2 separate regions of the Pan troglodytes genome follow, and region 1 is linked to region 2. A link is a contact called in public HiChIP or PLAC-seq data. All regions are on one chromosome and are shown on one strand. The core of a region is the stretch at or near the end of the contact, and the rest is flanking DNA. Distances in the headings are between cores, read along the strand shown. Region 1 holds the start of REXO4 (REX4 homolog, 3'-5' exonuclease). Region 2 holds the start of SARDH (sarcosine dehydrogenase).

Region 1 (4,992 bases), core at 1,647-4,146, 330 kb after region 2:
ACCTTCCCTTGACCCACACTGTCCTCCTGCCATAGCCCTGTTTCTGGCTGTCTTTAAGAACTTGGAAACATTATTTTCAGTGGCTATCTCCACTTCCTTGCCTTCAATTCCCACATACCATTGAAATTGATCTTTAAAAGGTCACCAATAACTTTGTGAACCCTGAAAGAGCCAATCCTTCTTGATGGATCCCAAGTTACTAACTGGGCCTAAATTCAAAGCAGGACCTAGCAGCCATTTGCTGACTAGGGTCACACACACATTCTGCGTTCCTGGAAAGCCCCCACTTTCACTTAACTCTGGGACGGTTTCACAGCTATCTGTTCCTGTTTATGCCGCCAGAATCAACCCATCGACTGTTACCTGCATCGACCAATCTGAACTCAGCAAGTATTAACCAATCAGAACTAAGCAAGTGTGCCTTCCTCATTTGCATAAGAGGACCAAAGTGGGAACCTGGGCAGGAAGTTCTCTACAAAAGATGACCTCTTTCTTTGTTCTCTTTGTTCCCTGGAATGCACCTTTGTACAGAAGGCTGCATTGCCCTGGTTTACAAACTGCTGGAACAAAGTTTTTTTCCTTTTTTAAAAAGAAAACCCAGGCCAGGTGTGGTGGCTCACGCCTTTAATCCCAGCACTTTGGGAGGCCGAGGCAGGTGGATCACGAGGCACGCGGATCATGAGGTCAGGAGTTCGAGATCAGCCTGGCCAGCATAGTGAAACCCCGTCTCTTTTCAAAAATACAAAAATTAGGCTAGGTGCGGTGGCTCACGCCTGTAATCCCAACACTTTGGGAGGCTGAGGCGAGAGGATCACCTGATGTCTGGAGATCCATACCAGCCTGGCCAACATGGAGAAACCCCATCTCTACTAAAAGTACAAAATTAGCCGGGCATGGTGGCGCATGCCTGTAATCCCAGCTACTCGGGAGGCTGAGGCAGAAGAATCACTTGAACCCGGGAGGTAGAGGTTGCGGTGAGCCGAGATTGCGCCATTGCACTCCAGCCTGGGCGACAAGAGCATAACTTCGTTTCAAAAAAAAAAAAAAATTAGCTGGGCATGGTGGCGTGCACCTGTAGTTCCAGCTACTCAGGAGGCTGAGGCAGGAGAATCGCTTGAACCCGGCAGGTGGAGATTGTGGTGAGCCGATATCACGCCACTGCACTCCAGCCTGGGCAGCAGAGCAAGACTCCGTCTCAAAACAAACAAAAAAAAGAAAACCCTTTTCGGTGGACTTGCTGACAATCTCAGTGCCATATCTGGTTCCCATCTCTCTGTCCTTGTCCTTCTCAGCCTCTCAGCAGCATCTGATGTGGTTTATTCTCCCCCTGGATTCTCTAATGCCACTCACATCCGCCTCTCCTTCCACTGCACTGACTGCTCCCCCTCAGCCTCCTCTGCTGCTTCGCCCCTGGAGAGCCCCCAGCACCTGCTATCTGGTCTTAACCCTTCACTCCCTATATTGGTACTCTCTCTTTGGATGAACTAACCCAGGTTCATGTTTCAACACTAATTATGTGCTGACGATTTCCAAATTACATCTCCAGCACTGACCCTTCCCTAAGCTTAGGAATCTTATATCCTGCTGCTGATTAGACGTCTCTCCTTGGTGACTGACGGCCCATTCAAACTCAGCAAGTGTGAAAAAGAGCTCATGGCTCCACCCCCATACTTCACCCTGCTCCCCGCAGACATTTATTGAGATGATAAATGGCCACACCCAGTTGCTCAGACCAAAATCCTAGGAGCCTCACTTCCCTGTTACTCCATCAACCTCTGCCTGTTACGCACGCACATCAAATCTACCCACTCCCGGCCGGGCACGGTGGCTCACACCTGTAATCCCAGCACTTTGGGAGGCTGAGGCGGATGGATCACCGGAGGTCAGGAGTTCAAGACAGGCTGGCCGACATAGCGAAACCCCAGGTCTACTAAAAATACAAAAATTGGCAGAGCGTGGTGGCGTGCACCTATAATCCCAGCTACTCGGGAGGCTGAGGCAGGAGAATCGCTTGAACCCAGGAGGCGGAGGTAAGGGAGGAGACCACCCCTCATATTGTCTTATGCCCAATTTCTGCTTCCACATAAAGAAGTAAAAACTAAAAGGCAGAAATAAAATCCACAGGCAGACAGCCCGGCGCCGCGCCCTGGGCCTGGTTAAAGATCAATCCTTGACCTAACCGGTTATGTTATCTATAGATTTCAGACATTGTATGGAAAAGCATTGTGCAAATCCCTGTCCTGTTCTGTTCCGTTCTGATTACCGGTGCATGCAGCCCCCAGTCACGTACCCCCTGCTTGCTCAATCGATCACGACCTTCTCACACAGACCCCCTTAGGGTTGTAAGCCCTTAAAAGGGACAGGAATTGCTCACTCAGAGAGCTCGGTTTTTGGAGACGTGAGTCTGCCGATGCTCACCACTAAATAAAGCCCTTTCCTTCTACAATTCGGTGTCTGAGGGGTTCTTGTCTGCGGCTTGTCCTGCTACAGAGTGAACTGGCAGGAACTCCTCCCGGTGCCTGGGCCTCAGTTTCCCCACTGTATGTGGAAGATGAGCCGCTGTGAGGCTGAGCAAGGAGCAGCCCAAGGCGGGAAAGGCTCGAGAGTCCAGGACGCAGGCGAGCGACCGAGCCCGGCTCTCACTAGCCCCACCGCCCAGTGCCCCCAGCTCAGCTGCCCCACCGGGTGCTACACACACAGCGGTCCCCAGTTCCCTTCCGGCGTTCGCATCTCTCATCCCCCATCCCGGATCTTGGGGAGGTCCTCGGCTTGCCCCAGTCAAACTCGAGGTCGATGACCCCGGATGCCGCTGGCTAAGGCGGCGGCCCAAGTCCCGTGCGGGCGAACCGCCCAGGCTGCGCGGAACCAGAGGCGGGGATCCGGTTTCCAGCCGGTTGTGGAGAGACGAGCGCTTCCGGGGACTGGAGCGTGCGCGCTGAGGTATGCGGAACGCGTGCGCGGTCTCTTCCGGAGTCTTTTCCTGGACGGGGTCCCTGCGGTGGGTGTGTTTCGGCCTGGCCTGGGTAGGCGCTTGTGCTGCCAGGGCGCCGGGCCCGGGTAGGCCGGGGTCTCGGGTGGCCGCCGGCCCAGGCGCTGGACGGCAGCAGGATGGGGAAGGCGAAGGTCCCCGCCTCTAAGCGCGCCCCGAGCAGCCCCGTGGCTAAGCCGGGTCCTGTCAAGACGCTCACTCGGAAGAAAAACAAGAAGAAAAAAAGGTTTTGGAAAAGCAAGGCGCAGGAAGTAAGCAAGAAGCCAGCAAGCGGCCCCGGTGCTGTGGTGCGACCTCCAAAGGCACCAGAAGACTTTTCTCAAAACTGGAAGGCGCTGCAAGAGGTGAGGCTTGAGGGGGCCCGGGCGGAGCGCTGTGCAGCTCATTCCCGCAGAACGCGACGGAGGGACAGACTTGGGTAGCCCCAAAAAGGACCTGTAAAGGCAGATTTGAATCGAAATCTTGTAAACAGCTTTTCACAAGGAAGGTGGCCTGTTGAGGGAGGTCTCGAACTTGTTTGCGTGAAAGAAATTGATGAAATAATTATTTCAAGTACAAAAAAGCAAAGATAAACCCTTGTACCTTTTGCATAATGAACTAACTAGAATGGATTTTACAAAGAGAAATTTAGCTTAAAATCCCGAAACCAGGCCGGGCGCGGGGCCTCACGCCTGTGATCCCAGCACTTTGGGAGGCCTAGGCGGGCAGATCCCCTGAGGTCAAGAGTTCAAGACCAGCCCGGCCAACATGGTGAAACCCCGTGTCTACTAAAAAAGTACAAAAAATATTAGCCGGGCGTGATGGCGCGCGCCGGTAGTCGCAGCTACTCGGGGAGCCTGAGGCAGAAGAATCGCTTGAACCCGGGAGGCAGAGGCAGTAGTAAGCCGAAATCGCGCCACTGCACTCCAGGCTGGGCGACAGAGCGAGACTCCATCTCAAACAACAACAACGAAAGAACACACTGGTCTGTGTAGCAAGACAGGGAGAAAGAAGATTCCTGTGTAGAAGTGAAAAGCAGATAGCAGACGTGATGGGGTTCTAGCGACACTTATGGTCTTGAAGTAAATACTAATTGAGCTCCTAAAAATGTGCACTCTGCCATGTGCTCTATGCCGTGTGTGTTGCAATCCCCACAATAAGACTGTGAGGTGGACACTTTCATCATCTCTATTGTACAGATGAGGAAATAGGCTGGAAAAGTTTAAATAGATCATCTAAGATTGCGGCTGGGAACCAGGTGGCTGACTCTGGAGTCCATGCTTTTAAGGCTGTGTTGTACCTGCTGTCTCCCTAGTGACCTGCACTTCTGTAGAGGTTGCCTGCTCTCTCCCAGACACTCTTCCACGTGCGTCACTCATACATTCTTACCACATCCCTTGGAGCTCCCTTGGAGCTACCTACTGTTAGGATCATAGCTCACTGCTGCCTGGGCTCCAGCGATTCTCCTGCCTCAGCCTCCCGAGTAGCCCACACGTGTAATCCCAGCACTTTGGGAGGCCCAGGCAGGAGGATCACTTGAGCTCAGGAGTTCAAGTCCAGCCTGGGCAACATGGTGAGATTCCATCTCTAAATAAAAGTAAAAAGTAGTTTTTTTAAAAAAGAAATGTGATCCCCAGTGGTGGAGATGGGGCCCATAGGAGGTATTGGGTCATGGGGGTAGATCCCTCATGAATGACTTGGTGCCCTCCCCTCAGTAATGAGTAAGTTCTCACTCTGCTGGTTCATTTGAGAGCTGGTTGTTTAAAAAGAGCCTAGCACCTTTTTTGCTTGCTCTCTCGCCACGCAACACACCTGCTCCCCCTTCACCTTACACCATGATGGGAAGCTTCCTGCGGCCTCACCAGAAGCAGATGCTGGCACCATGCTTCTTGTACAACCTGCAAAACCATGAGCTACATAAACGTTTTTTTTTTTTATAAATTACCAAACACAGGTATTCCTTTATAGCAGTGCACAATGAACTAATACAGATGGGGTTTCACTTTGTTGCCCAGGCTGGTCTT
Region 2 (4,468 bases), core at 1,093-3,592:
ATCACAAGGTCAGGAGTTCGAGACCAGACTGACCAATATGGTGAAACCCTGTCTCTACTAAAAGAATACAAAAATTAGCCAGGTGTGGTGGTGCGTGCCTGTAGTCCCAGCTACTCAGGAGGCTGAGACAGAAGAATCACTTGAACCTGGGAGGCGGAGGTTGCAGTGAGCCGAGATCATGCCACGGCACTCCAGCCTGGGCAACAGAGCAAGACTCTGTCTCTCTGTCTCTCTGTCTCTCTGTCTCTCTCTCTCTCTCTCTCTCTATATATATATATATATATACACACCCAACATGGGAGCACCTAACTCTGTAAAGCAAATATTAACATAACTGAAGGGAAAATAGATTACAATAATAGTAGAGGACTTCAGCACTTTAAACAGTGGACAGATTATCCAGCTGGAAAATCAATAAGAAAACAGGAGACTTGAGCAACACTACAGACCAAATGGCCCTAACAGATAGATTCAGAACATTCCATCCAATGGCAGCAGAACACACATTCTTGTCGAGTGCACATGGAACATTCTCCAGGAAAGATCATATGTTAGCTCACAAAACAAGTCTTAACACATTTAAGAAGATTGAAATCATATCAAGTATCGTTTCCAACCACAATGGTATAAAACTAGAAATCAATAACAGGAGGAAAAGTGGAAATTTTACACATGTGTGGAAATTTAACAACACACTCCTGAACAAACAATGAGTGGAATAAGAAATCAAAAGGGAAATAAAATAATACCTTGAGGCAAATGAAAATGGAAATGCAATATACCAAACCTCATAGGATGCAGCAAAAGTGATTCTAGGTGGGAAGTTTATAGCAATAAATGCCTACATTAAGAATGATCTCAAATAAACAACCTAACTTCACACCTCAAGGAACTATAAAATGAGGAACAAATTAAGCCCAAAGTTAGCAGAAGGAAAGAAAGAAAGATCAGAGCAGAAATAAATGAAATACAGACTTAAGAAACAATAGACAGGATCAACAAAACTAAGAGTTGAGTTTTTTTGAAAAGGTTAACAAAACCCACAAATCTTAGGCTAGACTAAAATAAAAAAAGACTCAAATAAATAATAAAATTATAAATGAAAGAGGAAAGATTACAATTGATACCAAAGAAATGATAGACAACTATGCCAACAAATTGGATAACCTAGAAATGAATAAATTGCTAGAAGCAGACAGCCGACCAAGACTGAATCCCCAAAAAAAACTAGAAAATCGGCCAGGGCGTGGTGGCTCACGTCTGTAATCCTAGCACTTTGGGAGGCCAAGGCGGGTGGATCACCTGAGGTCAGGAGACCAGCCTGGCCAACATGGTGAAACCCCGTCTCTACTAAAAATACAAAAATTAGCCGGGCGTGGTAGTGCAGGCTATAATCCCAGCTACTCAGGAGGCTGAGGAAGGAGAATCAATTGAACTCGGGAGGTGGAGGTTGCAGTGAGCTGAGATCGTGCCACTGCACTCCAGCCTGCGTGACGGGAGCAAGACTCCACTTCAAAAAAACAAACACACAAAAACAAAACAAACAAAAAACTAGAAAATCTGAACAGACCAATAATGAGTAAGGAGATTGAATCAGTGATCAAACACCTCCCAACAAAAAATAGCCCAGGATATCTGATGCCTTCGCTGGTGAATTCTGCCAAACATTTAAGAAAGAATTAATGCTGATTCTTCTCAAACTCTTCCAAAAAATTCAAGAGGAAGGAACCTTCCAAACTCATTTTATGAGGCCAGAATTACCCTGATACCAAAGCCAGACAAGGACATTACAAGAAAAGAAAATTATAGGCCAATATCCTTGATGAACAGAGATGCAAAAATCCTCACCAAAATATTAGCAAACCAAATTCAACAGCACATTACAAAGATCATGCACTGTGATCAAGTGGACTTCATCCCTGGTGGGGTGACTTCTTTGAGGTGGCAGCCCCTCTGTTGGTGTGATCTAGAGCAGGACTGAAGGAAGTTTACTCAGGGAAATTTACAAGGCTTCTGTGAAACTGACATGGCAGGGCTTCCAGCCTCCTGTTCCAAGATGGGAAAACTAAGTCTCAGCAAAGGGAGAGGTGATAAGACCAGCCCAAGATCGTACAGGACCCTGTCTTGGCCTCCTCCTGTCTGGCCTCTCCAGAGCTGTGACTACTAGTCCCTGGGGGGAGACAGCCTTTCCACCTCTCCCAGACCGGAGCTGGGTGCTAACAGGCCCTGCCGGATGAAAATCCTACGATACTGACAGACAGCTAACAGGCCGGGAGCGGCCCCCAGCCACCACCCCTTGTCCAAAGTGCAGGTTCATTGTGCTGCCCTCTTGGCTTGTAACAGTTTTGCAACAGTTGCAACTTGTCTTTGAGTGCAGGGACAGGAGAAGTGTGGGCTACCCGGCCACTGCCCTGGAGCTGTGGCGACTGCTGCGTTTTTCTCCCATGCACCTGCACGTCCAGGACTCCTGGGAGAACTTGGGCCACACTCCTTCCTTGCCCTCTTGAGCTCGTTCGTCACCCTGTTGGGTGAGCACAGCCCTAGCTCAGGCCGCTGAGCAAGCCACGCCATCCAAAGAGGAGATCCTCTGCCCCAGGACCCCCACACCACCCCAGGTAAGCCTCAAACTGGCGGGGCCAGCTTTCCACTAGGCAGCCAGGGGCCTAAGCCAGTGGGCCCTTTGCCTTTGAGGCAGGGACTGAGAATGGTGTCAGCACGTGGTCAGGCCCAGAGCCCAGGCCCCCTCCTCTAAGAGGTCCTCCTGGATTCCCTGCTGGAAAGAAGCCAGCCTCGTGGTGTCGTGTCTCTCCCTGGATCTGTCTGCTTCGTGGACCCTAAGCCCCTCGAGGGCAGGGGCTGGGTCTTAGATGTCACTATAGGTTTCCCAGCAGTGCTTTGTATACATTGGGCATTCAGTAAATGTAGAGGATAGACAAGCTGGCAACAAGACAGTCGGACATCCTCGGTGTGAATAAGAACACAATGATTTGATTGGTATTAATTACAGCAGTTTACTATACGATCGCTTCCGGTATTGGCAGCTGGCATCATTACGATATTAACAGACTGCCATTGAAATGCCCCGTCTTTGATCCAGCGCGAGGAGGAGATGTGACTTTCCATCAGCACCTGTTCTGATTCTTTGGGCATCCAGAGGTGTATTCTTTCTGGGTTTCCTTCACACCCCTCCTCTGGGTGTCTACTTCTGTCTGGGAATGGGTAACTTGCCCCAGCCCAGAGTCAGGCTGCAGCGTCCGGTCTGCCTCCTCCACCAGCTTGCTGTGTGGCCCCCTCCCTGGGCACTGCTGTCCCCAACAGTCAATGGAGGCTGGAATCCCTGCCCTGGGGGCTACGTGCTGTGCAGTAGCCAGTGGCTTGGGGGCGTCTCCCCAAACACCAGAGGGGTCTGGGAGCTCGGGAAAGCAGGACGCAGACAGACCAGGAGACCCTGTCCCTGGGAAGCTGACCCAGGCCTTCTCGCCTCTGAAGGCAGTGAGCATCCTGTCCCTGGGGGTGAGCAAACTGGGGCATGTGCTGAGATGACCTCACCAAAGGAGCCTCCCTGCAGTGGACAGGCCCCTGGCCCAAGCTGCTGCCGACCCCACCTTTCCTGCCCACCCTGCCTGTGCATAGCTCCTTTTGGGTGTGGGGAGCTCAGGCAGGCTCCAGCAGGCAGGTGGTGCCTGGGTCCACTGCAGCAACCCTGAGGCGCCTGTTTCAGAGACGAGGAAATGAGGGTTGGAGCGGGAGGGTGACTGCCAGGTCGCCTACGGGTAATGGGGCATGGGGTTCACAACCCTGCTCTGCCGCCCTCAGAGGGAGCTGCCCACAGGGCTGGCCTAGAAGCCCCGACTAAGCTGGCCAAGAAGCTGCGGTGGTGGGCGGTACGCTCCGCCCAGATCCTGGGCGGCGACATGGGGCTGGCAGCGAGGGTGGGGGGCGGGGGAGGCCTGGAGTTCCGGCCAGGCCACTGCTTGGGAAGCAAGAAGGTGAAGGCACCTCTGCTGGGCCAAGCACTCTTAGGGCCGAGGGGCACTGCAGCTGACAAGAGGTACTTGGAGGTACACCCCCAGGGAGGGACGAGGCTGGGGCCTCCCCTATGTGGGCGGGGCTGGGCCTGGTCGGATCTGGCTGGGATCTCCCTCTGCCTCTGGCTGCAGGAACCATCCAGCTGCATGAGCAGGACCAGGGTTCACCATATGGGCAGCTGCCTCCCCGCCCCCCGCCGCTCCTCCCCACAACAGTCTGCCTTCCCCCACCAGGCGAAGGTGCCAGGCGCTCTCCTCGCTTGACCCCCGCCACCCCCTGAGCCTGGGAGGAGGAGGGGGTTCCTGGGTCCTCTGCTTTGCAGTGAGGTTAAGTTGTTGCTCAAGGCCCCAGTCCTGTGACAAAACCCCCACCCATCTGTCTGATCCCAAGCCCAGGGCTGTCCTCAGCCCTCACTCCTGGGAAGCTGACTCAGGTACGA

What was found. HiChIP or PLAC-seq counts read pairs in DNA pulled down with a chosen protein or histone mark.
Region 1: an H3K4me3 HiChIP or PLAC-seq map of stem cell-derived excitatory neurons shows a contact between it and region 2, with 2.7 times the contacts expected there. The contact joins the promoter of REXO4 here to the promoter of SARDH in region 2. A contact is called at or near these places in 1 of 7 Hi-C or Micro-C datasets (stem cell-derived neural progenitor cells) and 1 of 1 datasets of contacts at active chromatin or transcription factors (stem cell-derived excitatory neurons).

The regions. Positions count from the first base shown.
Region 1 is chr11:4,983,281-4,988,272 of NHGRI_mPanTro3-v2.0_pri, forward strand. It overlaps REXO4 (REX4 homolog, 3'-5' exonuclease), which reads left to right and starts at 2,897. Exons shown (of 8, transcript XM_016961996.4): 1 at 2,897-3,333. The coding sequence starts at 3,109. It overlaps ADAMTS13 (ADAM metallopeptidase with thrombospondin type 1 motif 13), which reads right to left and starts at 2,680. Exons shown (of 29, transcript XM_054658475.2): 1 at 2,419-2,680.
Region 2 is chr11:4,658,788-4,663,255 of NHGRI_mPanTro3-v2.0_pri, forward strand. SARDH (sarcosine dehydrogenase) reads left to right here and starts at 2,343. Exons shown (of 22, transcript XM_016962022.4): 1 at 2,343-2,615.